2 separate regions of the Capra hircus genome follow, and region 2 is linked to region 1. The links are chromatin contacts, called in public Hi-C maps. All regions are on one chromosome and are shown on one strand. The core of a region is the stretch at or near the end of the contact, and the rest is flanking DNA. Distances in the headings are between cores, read along the strand shown.

Region 1 (5,078 bases), core at 1,858-4,357:
TAATTTGACCTTCCAAACTGCCAGAACGCTTTCCAAAGGGAGGAGCTGTATCCATTTATACCCAGACAAGGGTATCAATAGGCAGATAGGAGACTGCCTATTCCCCAAACCCTGACCAAATTGTATTTCCCAACTTTTTGATCTTTATTAGTCTGACAGGTCACATACTGTACTTCACTGTAGTTTTACTTATCAGACTCAATATCTTTTCATGTTTAAAAGCAAAAAGGAATTCCCTTTTCTGTGACCTATCTATGTTCTTTGCCCATTTTTTCCTTTTAGTTTTTTATAGACTTACAAGCAAACTTTACAGCAACATAAACAGGAAACTAGCCCTTTGTCATACACGTTGCCAAAGCTCTTCCCAGTATGTCAGCTGATTTTTCATTTTGCTTACGGTAGTTTTTATGTGCAGAAAAGTTTAATGCTTTCATTTATGGCTTCTAGATTTGGTGGGTTTTTTTTTTTAACTTAAATGTTTATTTAAATAGTTATTTGGCTATGCCAGGAATTAGTTATGGCACAAGAATCTTTAGTTACAGCATGTGAACTCTCAGTTGCGACAGGTAGGACCTAGTTCCCTGACTAGGGATTGAACCTGGTCCCCTGTATCGAGAACAAGGAGTCTTAGCCACTGAACCATCAGGAAAGCCCTGGCTTCTGGGTTTTTATGTCACACGTAGGCAGGCTTTTATCAACATCATTGGGATTATTTTTCAATTATCCCATGTTTTCTTCTATTACTTTCATGATTTCGCTTTTTCCACTAAGGTTTTGGCTTCCTAGATGGCTCAGTGGTAAAGAGTCCACCTGCCAATGCTGGAGACAAAGGAGACTCAGGTTCTATCCCTGGGTCAGGAAAATCCCCTGGAGGAGGACATGGCAACCCACTTCAGTATTCTTGCCTGGAGAATCCCACGGACAGAGGAGCCTGGTGGGCTGCTGTCCATGGGGTCGCAGAGTCAGACGCAACTGAGCAAGCACACACTCACTTTGATACACCTGAAATTTACTTTGTTGTTGTAAGTCCTTAAAGTATCAAAAACACCAAAACAAACCAAAAAAGCCAAAAAAGATAAAGGTTCAAAAAACTATTTAGGTCCAGTGTTATAATCTGGGCATTACGAGCAACAAAAGAGGACGCAGTAAAATGTTTCATTCTTCAATGACCACCGCCCAGTTCCACTGCCACCCACACCGCAGAAGCACCAACGATGTTAGCATACAAATAACCCTGAGAGCATCCCGACCAAGTGAATGGAATGGGCCAGACCAGAAAGTACTGGAAAAACACTTAATGCCCTAAAGATCTCTGAAAATTTCCAAATAGAGCCAGAACATACTTCTTCTCCTACCTCAGAGGCGTGTTGGGCAAGGGGGGCAGTATGGTGTTCCTCGAGGGAAAGGTGGGCGCCTGGACCTCAATAAAGAATATGATGACTTTCTAAGTTTTTTTCTTATTCAGGAATAGGGGCAAGAATAAGGGATATGTATTCATTTCAATTAGACACAGTCTCTGATCCTAACATTCCAGATGTTAAAAACTGACATCAGTATTTAAGGGAAAGAGATTTGTCCTGTGAATTCCCAGTCAAGTTGACCTCCTTGAGCCTCACAGTTCTCATGACTAAAACGGAGAGGATACCTATCTTGCAGGGTTAGAGTAAGACCTAAATGAAGTAACGTTTGCTAGGGGCTTAACACAGTGCCAGCGACCAAACAGATGCCCAGAAACAGGTAACTATAACTGCAATGGCTGGTCAGCTGCTGGGCACCAGGTTCTACTCCCAACTTCTGCTTCTCTGTCCTGGGGGAGGGGCACTGATTCCCTAATCTGGCGAGATGGACAAGACCACCTACACAGGGCAAGTCCTTACTCAATTCCTATTTAAGTGGCCAGTCTGCTGGCTAAACCTTTCCTTCTGAAGTTGGGCCGCCTCTGGCCCACCGCATGGGCTCCACACTCACGCTCTAATCTGATCCTCGTGGTAAAAGATGTCCTGGGTAGGAGATTTAGCTTTGCCATATCGCAAGCGAGGCCTTCGGAAGACTGGCTCCCGCAGTGGAGGGAAGGCGTTATATATGTCAAACCAAAGGGGTTTCTCCTTCAGCACCCCAGCCCGAATCAGGTCTCGCGTCCTGAAGGAAGGGTAAAGAACAAAGGTCAGTAAGTGACAACAGCCTGTCTGAGCCCCTGATGCAGCCTGAGACACTGGCAGGGTCGCGGAGTCCAGAAGACAACCGGAAGGAGGGCAGGTAGGGGGTCCTCTACCTGCTAAATGGTAAAATGTTTCCAAACTCCAAACCAACCAAACAGTGCTCAGGGTTAATCCACCTTCTCATGTGCGTTCCACTCCCCTCGCCTCATCCACGTCCCATCAAGGAAAATGCAAAGACTGTTCTGGCCAGGCCCAACAGCCCCATCCTCCCTTACTTCTCCCAGAGACCTACACTTGGAGCTCGGCTGGTAAAGAATCCGCCTGCAATGCAGGAGACCCCGGTTCAATTCGTGGGTCGGGAACATCCCCTAGAGAAGGGATAGGCTACTCATTCCAGTATTCTTGGGTTCCGATGGTAAAGAACCGCCTGTAATGCGGGAGACCCAGGTTTGATCCCTGGTTTGGGAAGATCCCCTGCAGAAGGGAAAGGCTACGCAACGCACTTCAGTATTCTGGCCTGGAGAATTCCATGGACTGTGTAGTCCAAGGGGTCGCAGAGTCGGACACGACTGAGCGACTTTCACTTCATTTTCCACTTGGAGAGCGGAAAGGTGCGATCTTGAACGTGCGAGCTAAGAAATTCGAGGGGTGACGCAGCCAAGCACAATTTTTCAGAAGCAGGACAAAGCACGAGAGAGGCCTGGCCAGGATCAGACCCACCCAAGAAAGGGCGTAAAAGGGGGAGACGCCCTCGCGCCCTCGGCACACCCCCGGCTCCGAGCACGCACCGCGTGAAAATGCTCCCCACGGTTTCCAGCCGGCTCCCCGCCATGCCCGGGACCTTGGATCCCGCGCTGTCCCTGTACCGGAACCGGAAGCGCCTGCGGCAGGTAAAGTGGGAGAAAGTCGCGGGCCGAGCCACCGATCGCAGTGCCCGGGTTGCGGCTTCAACGGGAGGGCGGGGCCAGGCAGAAGCAAAGGATGGCCGAATCTCCGCACCCTCGGCTACACGCCAGGCTCAGACAGGAGCACTCGATAGCCGAGCCGCCAGGGCGGGAGAGAGCCACAGCCGGGCAAAAGCAATACATGACCGATCCAGGGGAGGGGTTAATTGTCGCTTTACCCTTTCTGGCCACCGCTGCCTTCAAGGAACGAGGGAAGATGATGGGGAGAGAGTAGGGAGACGCAGCCTAGGTCCTGAGGGAGCCAACAAGGCGAGGAATTCATAAGGCAGAGATCAGAGATCACCAGCTCTAGGCTCCGTCTGCGACTCATTTTGGTTGGAGCCACATGTGGTGACCCAAGGACGGAAGAGCAGATAACCAAGGAGGGTCTTGGAACGCAGGAACGGAAAAACCAGACCCTCATCGTCCTCCCCTCCCCCACGGTGTAACTATTAATGGAACAGTATAACCTGTCTCGCCTCCTGCCCCGTAGGGGGGAGGCATTTGCCCTACTCTTTCCCCCACCCAGTATAGGAGCCTCATCCAATCAGCAAATGACCCGCAAGACCCCTATCGCACTCCTTGTACCCTGGCTATAAAAGTGGTCTAAGGACCCCCCTGAACTGAACTGAAGGACCCCCCTCCCCCATTCAAGGTCGGTTCTCCCTTGAATTGGCTCGCTGTTCTAACAGCATCTCCCACTCTAATAAGCTTTATTCTTCTTTCATTCTGTCTAATGTCTGGAAATTCTTTTCCAACCCGCGCCGGGACCACGATATCACGGTCTATGCAGAAGGAAACCCAGCCCCGTGGAGGGACGTCACCAGACCAGGGTCACTCTGGAGCCCAAGCCTCCTTCCTGCATCTCCTGCCCTTAAGCGCTCCCCACTAAACCCTTTGGCCCTGAAGCGCCACCTGCATCCGGTCGCTGCAGACAGCTAGTGTTTTCTCCCCGGGAGGCGTCGCTAGCTAGCTGCTCCTTGGAGCTTGAAAAGTGAAAGTGTCCGGAACAAACAAATTCCGAGAAGGAAACTCAAAAATCTGGGGGAAATACACTCTCAGGATAACCTTTTAGCCCCATAATCATACTTTGCGTAAAGTATCCTGCAGAAATTAAAGCACAGTTTCACAAGGATATTTGTGCAAGGACCGTCGCTGCAGCATTGTCCGTGATGCACCCTCCCATCCATCGAGCGGGAAATGGCTGGAAAACTATGCTTCATATAATCAGTGGAGGCTTATGCAGCTATTAACACCAACCAGCTAGACCCACATGTATTGCCGCAGATGAATGCCCGTGACTTACTGTAAAATGAAAAAGGAACTTGCAGAGAAGCGTCTTTAACCTGTTACAAGGAGAACGTTTTCCAGTGTTTGTGTTTGCATGGAGACAGAAACTATGTGGAAAGGCGCCCATGGGCTGTGAAAGTTGATGATCTCCAGTGAGATTGCAGGAGGGGAAGAGAGACTTTTTTTCTTTATGTGTCCCTTCAGAGTTTGACCTGTGAAGAGTCTATATTCATGGGTGTTTTTTGAAGACAGAGGTCTTCTGGGGCGGTGGGGAGAGCTGTGCTGGGTCCCCATTGGTGTGTGGCTTTCTCTGGTTGCAGCTGAGTAGGGGCTGCTCTGGTTGTGCCGTGCGGGCTTCTCATTCTGCGGCTCCTCTGGTCGTGGGACACAGGCTCTAGGGCGTTCAGGCCGCAATCATTGCAGCTCCCTGGCTCCAGAGCGCCGGCTCAGCGGTTGGGGCACACGGGCTTGGTTGCTCCCACGCCTGTGGGATCTTCCCAGGCCAGGGATCAAACCCGTTTCTCCTGCACTGCAGTGGATTCTTTACCACGGAGCCGCCAGCGAAGCCCCTGCATTCACTTCTGAACTTTTGAATCTAAGGGAAAAGCTCTTGGGAAAGACTCTGATGTAGGGAAAGATTGAAGGCAAAAGGAGAAGAGGGCGGCAAAGGATGAGACAGTTGGAT
Region 2 (5,078 bases), core at 1,934-4,433, 140 kb after region 1:
ACCAAGCAAGAAGCTTAATACAACTGGAAAACATACTCTCAGGCACCAGCATTTCTCCTTTGGACACCTGTTCCTCCCTGCCCTCAGATGCCCCAATCCCAGGGTGATGGCTGAGCTTGAAAAAAGTTGACAGGTCACGCAAACTTTGTGGGCCTGAACCAATCTAGCAAGCTTAGTGCAGTGACATCATGCTAATAGTCAAAAACTAAATCCTTACATAAGCAGGTACTCTGGTACAAAGGAAAAGCTCTTTCCAGCGGTACAGCCTCCACCCAATGCATTCCACTGGTTAGAACAGGGATATGACGACACTACACTCACTGTGCTAGCAGTCATCTATCTCCATTACCAAACAAGTGATCCATTTGCAAAAAAATAAAAAAATTTTAAAATAGTGCTTGTTAATGCCTGTCCAGATGCTCTTGTGAAGACTGGGGCAGAGCAAGAACACACATACTGAGTAAACACTCTTTACCCAAATTCCAGCAGAAGCATGTCAATTTCGTCTTCATCTCAGACTCCATAGTTCAGAATTCAAATAGGACTCTGTTTCTCTTAGTCTTCAAAGAGTTACCATGTTAATACATTGCAGATCCTATATTATGACCCCCTCTTTCTGAATTGGTGCTCCTTCCTCTTCCTTTCATTGGCTTAGATTAAAAAAAGCCTCATTGGGTCAATTTGATCTTCAACTGAGGATCCTCTATTCTTCATAGTGAAAGAAACAGGACATGATGACACCGGTTTTGAGTATGCTCCCTGAGGGAGGGGCATGAGCAGTGGTGGCCTAAGACACTGATGTGGCATCACAAAACAGGCTAAGCTTCAGGTAGGTGGCTCCACTCCTGACAGCAATGCCGAGATGGCAACACGAGGCCAGGACAGCGTGAGATCTGGCACAAGCTCCAGGATTTGCTTCTTTAAGGATGTTTCTTGACTCTGAGAAATCTCTGAACTATTACAGAAGCTGCCTAAAGTTCTACAGTCAGTCACCTGGCCCAGTATATAAGCAGGTGCAGGGAACCTGGCAAGCTGGTTCTTAAACTCTACAGAGACAACAGCTGTACTCAGCCTTTAATCCTTAAATTGTGTACTAAAACATAAAGCTTACCTGCTATCTACTCATACTATGTGAAGCATTTCACCCCTGATTTCCTGAACCGTGGCACAAGCTCTTTGCTAGACCTGAAGAGGACAATTCCTAGAGGGCAGGATAGATTCTGACTTGGTGAACAATTTACTATGATACACAGGGAAAATGGATCAGATTCAGAGAATCTAGATGTTTCCTCTGAAGTAATTTTAGTCTTCAAAACAAAGCACACAAAGCTCTACTCAACTAGTTGACAGAAGTTAATTAGCCTTTTACCCCTAGGCCTGACCCTGTCCTCTGCAAGCTGTTTTACTGACCTTACATTAAGTCCCTCCCCAACTTCCTAGCTCCCAGCTGTTTCCTCTTATTTTTCCAGCTTCCTCGCTCCTCACCCACCCCACAACCTCTCATTTCACTTTCTCTCCCCCTTCCTCCCCTTTTATTCAGCAGTGAATGCTGACAGCAGATGGCAAGCATTCAATTCAAGCCAGCGAAAATGTGTCCAAAGCATCAGGTAAAAGGCAGTCCCAGAAATAAGAATCCTGGGGGTTGCAATACACACACAGTCTGCCTCTCACTAATTTATCCTTTAGATGGGAAAGGCATATGTTTATTCTTCGCATATGGAAGAATTATCCTCAGACAAAATTTATTAAAACTAAATTAGATAACTAGTTTTGCTTAGTTATGCTTCTCAGGGACAAGGGGATTTTTTTGGTTTGCATTAGAATTGATAAATTTTATCCCTAACTTGTCCAGGACCTACAGTACATTTAGCAAAACTCATGAAGCCTTAGGAAGTCCCCACGTATGTTCTATACGCATTCATTTAGCTAAAGATCAGTTACTCTGATCACTTAAGCAAAGCTTATGGAAGGTTCACGTTCATACAATCTGTGTTTAGCTTTCTCCCCACAGAAGAGCTGAAAAAACTGAAAGGAAACCTCGACTGCTAGAGGGAGGTTTGGGATTTGTTCCACAGTGATCTTAAAACCACAGGAATTTGGGGATGGAAATGTACCTGAGAAAACAGGAAAGGGAGAGGGAAAAGGCACCCCAAGACTACAGCTTCAATCAGTAAAGTTTAAGTCTCCCCCATGGTTCTAAGAAACCTGGTAAACACCTAGTCCTAGAGATACTGCATGGATGCTATCTAATCAGCTCAGCTTCAGCCCAAAATTCAGGCTGTGCTATCTCCAACCTAGAATGATATATTCTAGGTTTTGAAAGGCTAGCCAAGACACCCTAGATACTAACTTTTCAGTTCATAATGGATTGGACAAAACAAAGACCTCCTAATGTGGATTCTCTCCTTAGAAAAATGGCTCATGTGTAGAACTATGCCATAACTATCATCCTTTTTCAGTAAGGAAATATTTATGAAGCATCTATTTAAGGCCCAGAACTGTACTAGTCAGTCACTGGAATATGTTTAAGAATCTCCTCCAATAGAGAAATCAAAACTTGAAATAATTATAGACTAGTTAAATGTTTATACAAAATGATTATAAGAGCACTGGGAAGAAAACAAAACATTAAAGGGGCTACTTGTCGTGCTAAACGAGACTTCACTTCATTGGTTCTCACATAACTGACAGCTTTGACACTGGGCTGTCATCTAGGGCTGAATATCACAACTAATGCCTAATAGGCTGTACGCTCAGGACCAAGTATAACGCAGACTGTTACTGCAAACCAGAAAGTCATCACACGTTGCTTTTAAAGCTGATAAAGCAATTCAATACGGTTTCGTGTATCAGATCTATCTTGCTAATAAGAATTTAAGTGTACACTTAGCTAACAAAACAAGTGCATGTTTACATTTATCAATTCTCAGGATCTTTTTCGTGCTACTATCCTCTGAGACTGTAGCTTGGTAAGAGTAGCTAGCCAGGCTCTGGTCATTGTCTGATCTGCTTTCTGTGGGGCCAGTGTGACCAGAAGGGGTCAAAAGAGGGCAAGGGCTTCTCTGATGTTGGCTGTGCACTGCACACTGGAAAGCCAGGGAGCTAAGTACCCCACTTTGTACTGCTGGGCTCTGGTCACTGTGACAAGATGAACACTTTGAAACAGCCCCATCAACCTGGCTAAGAACATGGATCAAAGACAGCACCACGGGGCACCCTGGTGGCATCAAGTGGGTATTACAGGTAGTGACCACTTGGGTCAAAGACTTCTTTCCCCCCAACCTCTCCACTGGGAAAAGGCCGGTTTAAAAAAAATATAGTAATAAAATAAACAAGAGCTTGTCACTAGAAGACATAGACTCAAGTTCTGTCACTTTAACATCTTTGAGTTCATTTCCTCCAACTCCAAAATAAGGCTAGAAACATTGGAGAATTAGAGTCAAAGCACTCCAAAAACAAACAAACCAACCAACCAGCTGCTACTTCCACCAAGTATTTGTCCTATGTCCTTGCATTTCCCCCTCTAACTTCTCCACTAAGAAGGCAGAAAATGGCACAAACTCTTGAAGTCACGACTTTGGAAATAAGCCCAATCTGACTGGAGGACCACAGTACATATAAGATCTAAGCTATGCAGTTCACCTGCTGAGGATTTCATGACCGTATTCATACATAAACAGTAAGGTCAGTGTTGTGCACCAAGCATCTTAGAAAAAGTGTCAGAAAGTTATTAATACAGATTTTGGTCTCTAGTTTACCATGTAGCTGGAGGAAATCAAAACATACATGAAATCAGACAACAGTTTAAGGGCAACATGGAGGTGTACACATTACGTGACACCATGCTGAAGAAAAGCAAAGCAGAAACACAATGCAATTAGTGCTTCAGTCTTTCTTTAGATCGTTCTTTAGACTAAGAATGCTTTAGTCTTTAGCAGATCATGAAGGGAAGTTTTCAAAGGCAAAAGTAATGTGAGTGCTTTCAAGATTTGTGAGTTTCCAGAGTTCATGGCTTTGAGAACTGCTTATGCTAGCTGATCCTCTATCAGCCTAAGGATCAGGGTCAGGGTCCTGGAGTAACGTTAAGATTTCCAAGCCAGTAAATATACTACCCAGTTTCTTCATTCTATCTATAAATCTCTTTATGGATAACTACTAATAAAGAACCAAAATAATTCAACCCTAATGAGAAAACTGTAGAAACTCATTGAGACAGGATTACTAAATTCAGAACTAATTTAAGGCTTCTTCTGTAAGAATTATGCTTAATAATGGACAATCCAGGAGAAAGCAGGGAGACCTGGGTTTGGAAGATCCCTTGGAGAAGGGAAAGGTTACCCACTCCAGTATTCTGGCCTGGAGAATTCCATGGACTATATAGTCCATGGGGTCGCAAAAGAGTCAGACACAACTGGCTTTCGCTTTGTGAGAAAGTGAGAGGGAACTCCTCTGCTCCTAAAGGAGACACATCAATTCTACAGGATCTGCACTGAAGTTTGGCACATCTTGCAACAAGGCAACTGTTTTACTTTGCAAGACTGATTTGGGGGACAGTACTTGTTTCTACGGTTATACGTGGCTTAAGCTACTGTTTAAACGAGCTGGCCCTGGAGCACAGGCTGGGCCATGCAGGGCCACTTGTGTGCTGCTTCCTTCAGTGCTACACAATCTAGGGTTGGTTCAGTCTGCAGATGCATTAACTGCAGATCCAGAAGGCTGCCTGTAGCCATTTTTACACTGTGTGGCAGGTCAGCACTTCTAACAGGAATGGTCAACAGTAATTTGCACTTCCTAGTTTCACAGCTGAGAAATTATCTGATGCAATGTTAGGATTACCACTTTCTCTAATAATCTACCCAGTCAACCAATACTTTGTGGACTAGGTTTCTATACCATTTTGCTTTTAAGGAGTACTAAAATTCTTTCTCTGTCAATCAACATTTATTAAACCGTGCCAACTGGAGGTGGAAAACAAATCCAAATAGCGTTTTGAACTCCATCTAGTAAGTAAACATTTGGCTCACTGGGAAATACCAATACAACAAAAATTCTACTGGGTAGAAAAAATTAACATACGA

Evidence for each region. A called contact is a pair of places that touch in the nucleus more often than the background predicts.
Region 2: a contact with region 1 is called in a Hi-C map of blood, with 3 times the contacts expected there. The contact joins the enhancer-like site here to the promoter of MRPS23 in region 1. A contact is called at or near these places in 3 of 5 Hi-C or Micro-C datasets (blood and liver).

Annotation. Positions count from the first base shown.
Region 1 is chr19:8,261,871-8,266,948 of ARS1.2, forward strand. MRPS23 (28S ribosomal protein S23, mitochondrial) reads right to left here and starts at 3,108. Exons shown (of 5, transcript XM_018064100.1): 1 at 2,948-3,108; 2 at 1,969-2,139. The coding sequence starts at 2,991.
Region 2 is chr19:8,397,053-8,402,130 of ARS1.2, forward strand. No RefSeq gene overlaps it. Among named protein-coding and RNA genes, the nearest start is that of VEZF1, 6.5 kb to the left of the region's middle. Within about 2 kb of position 3,184, at least 1 of the 5 cell types and tissues checked has an H3K27ac peak or open chromatin away from gene starts, as enhancers often do.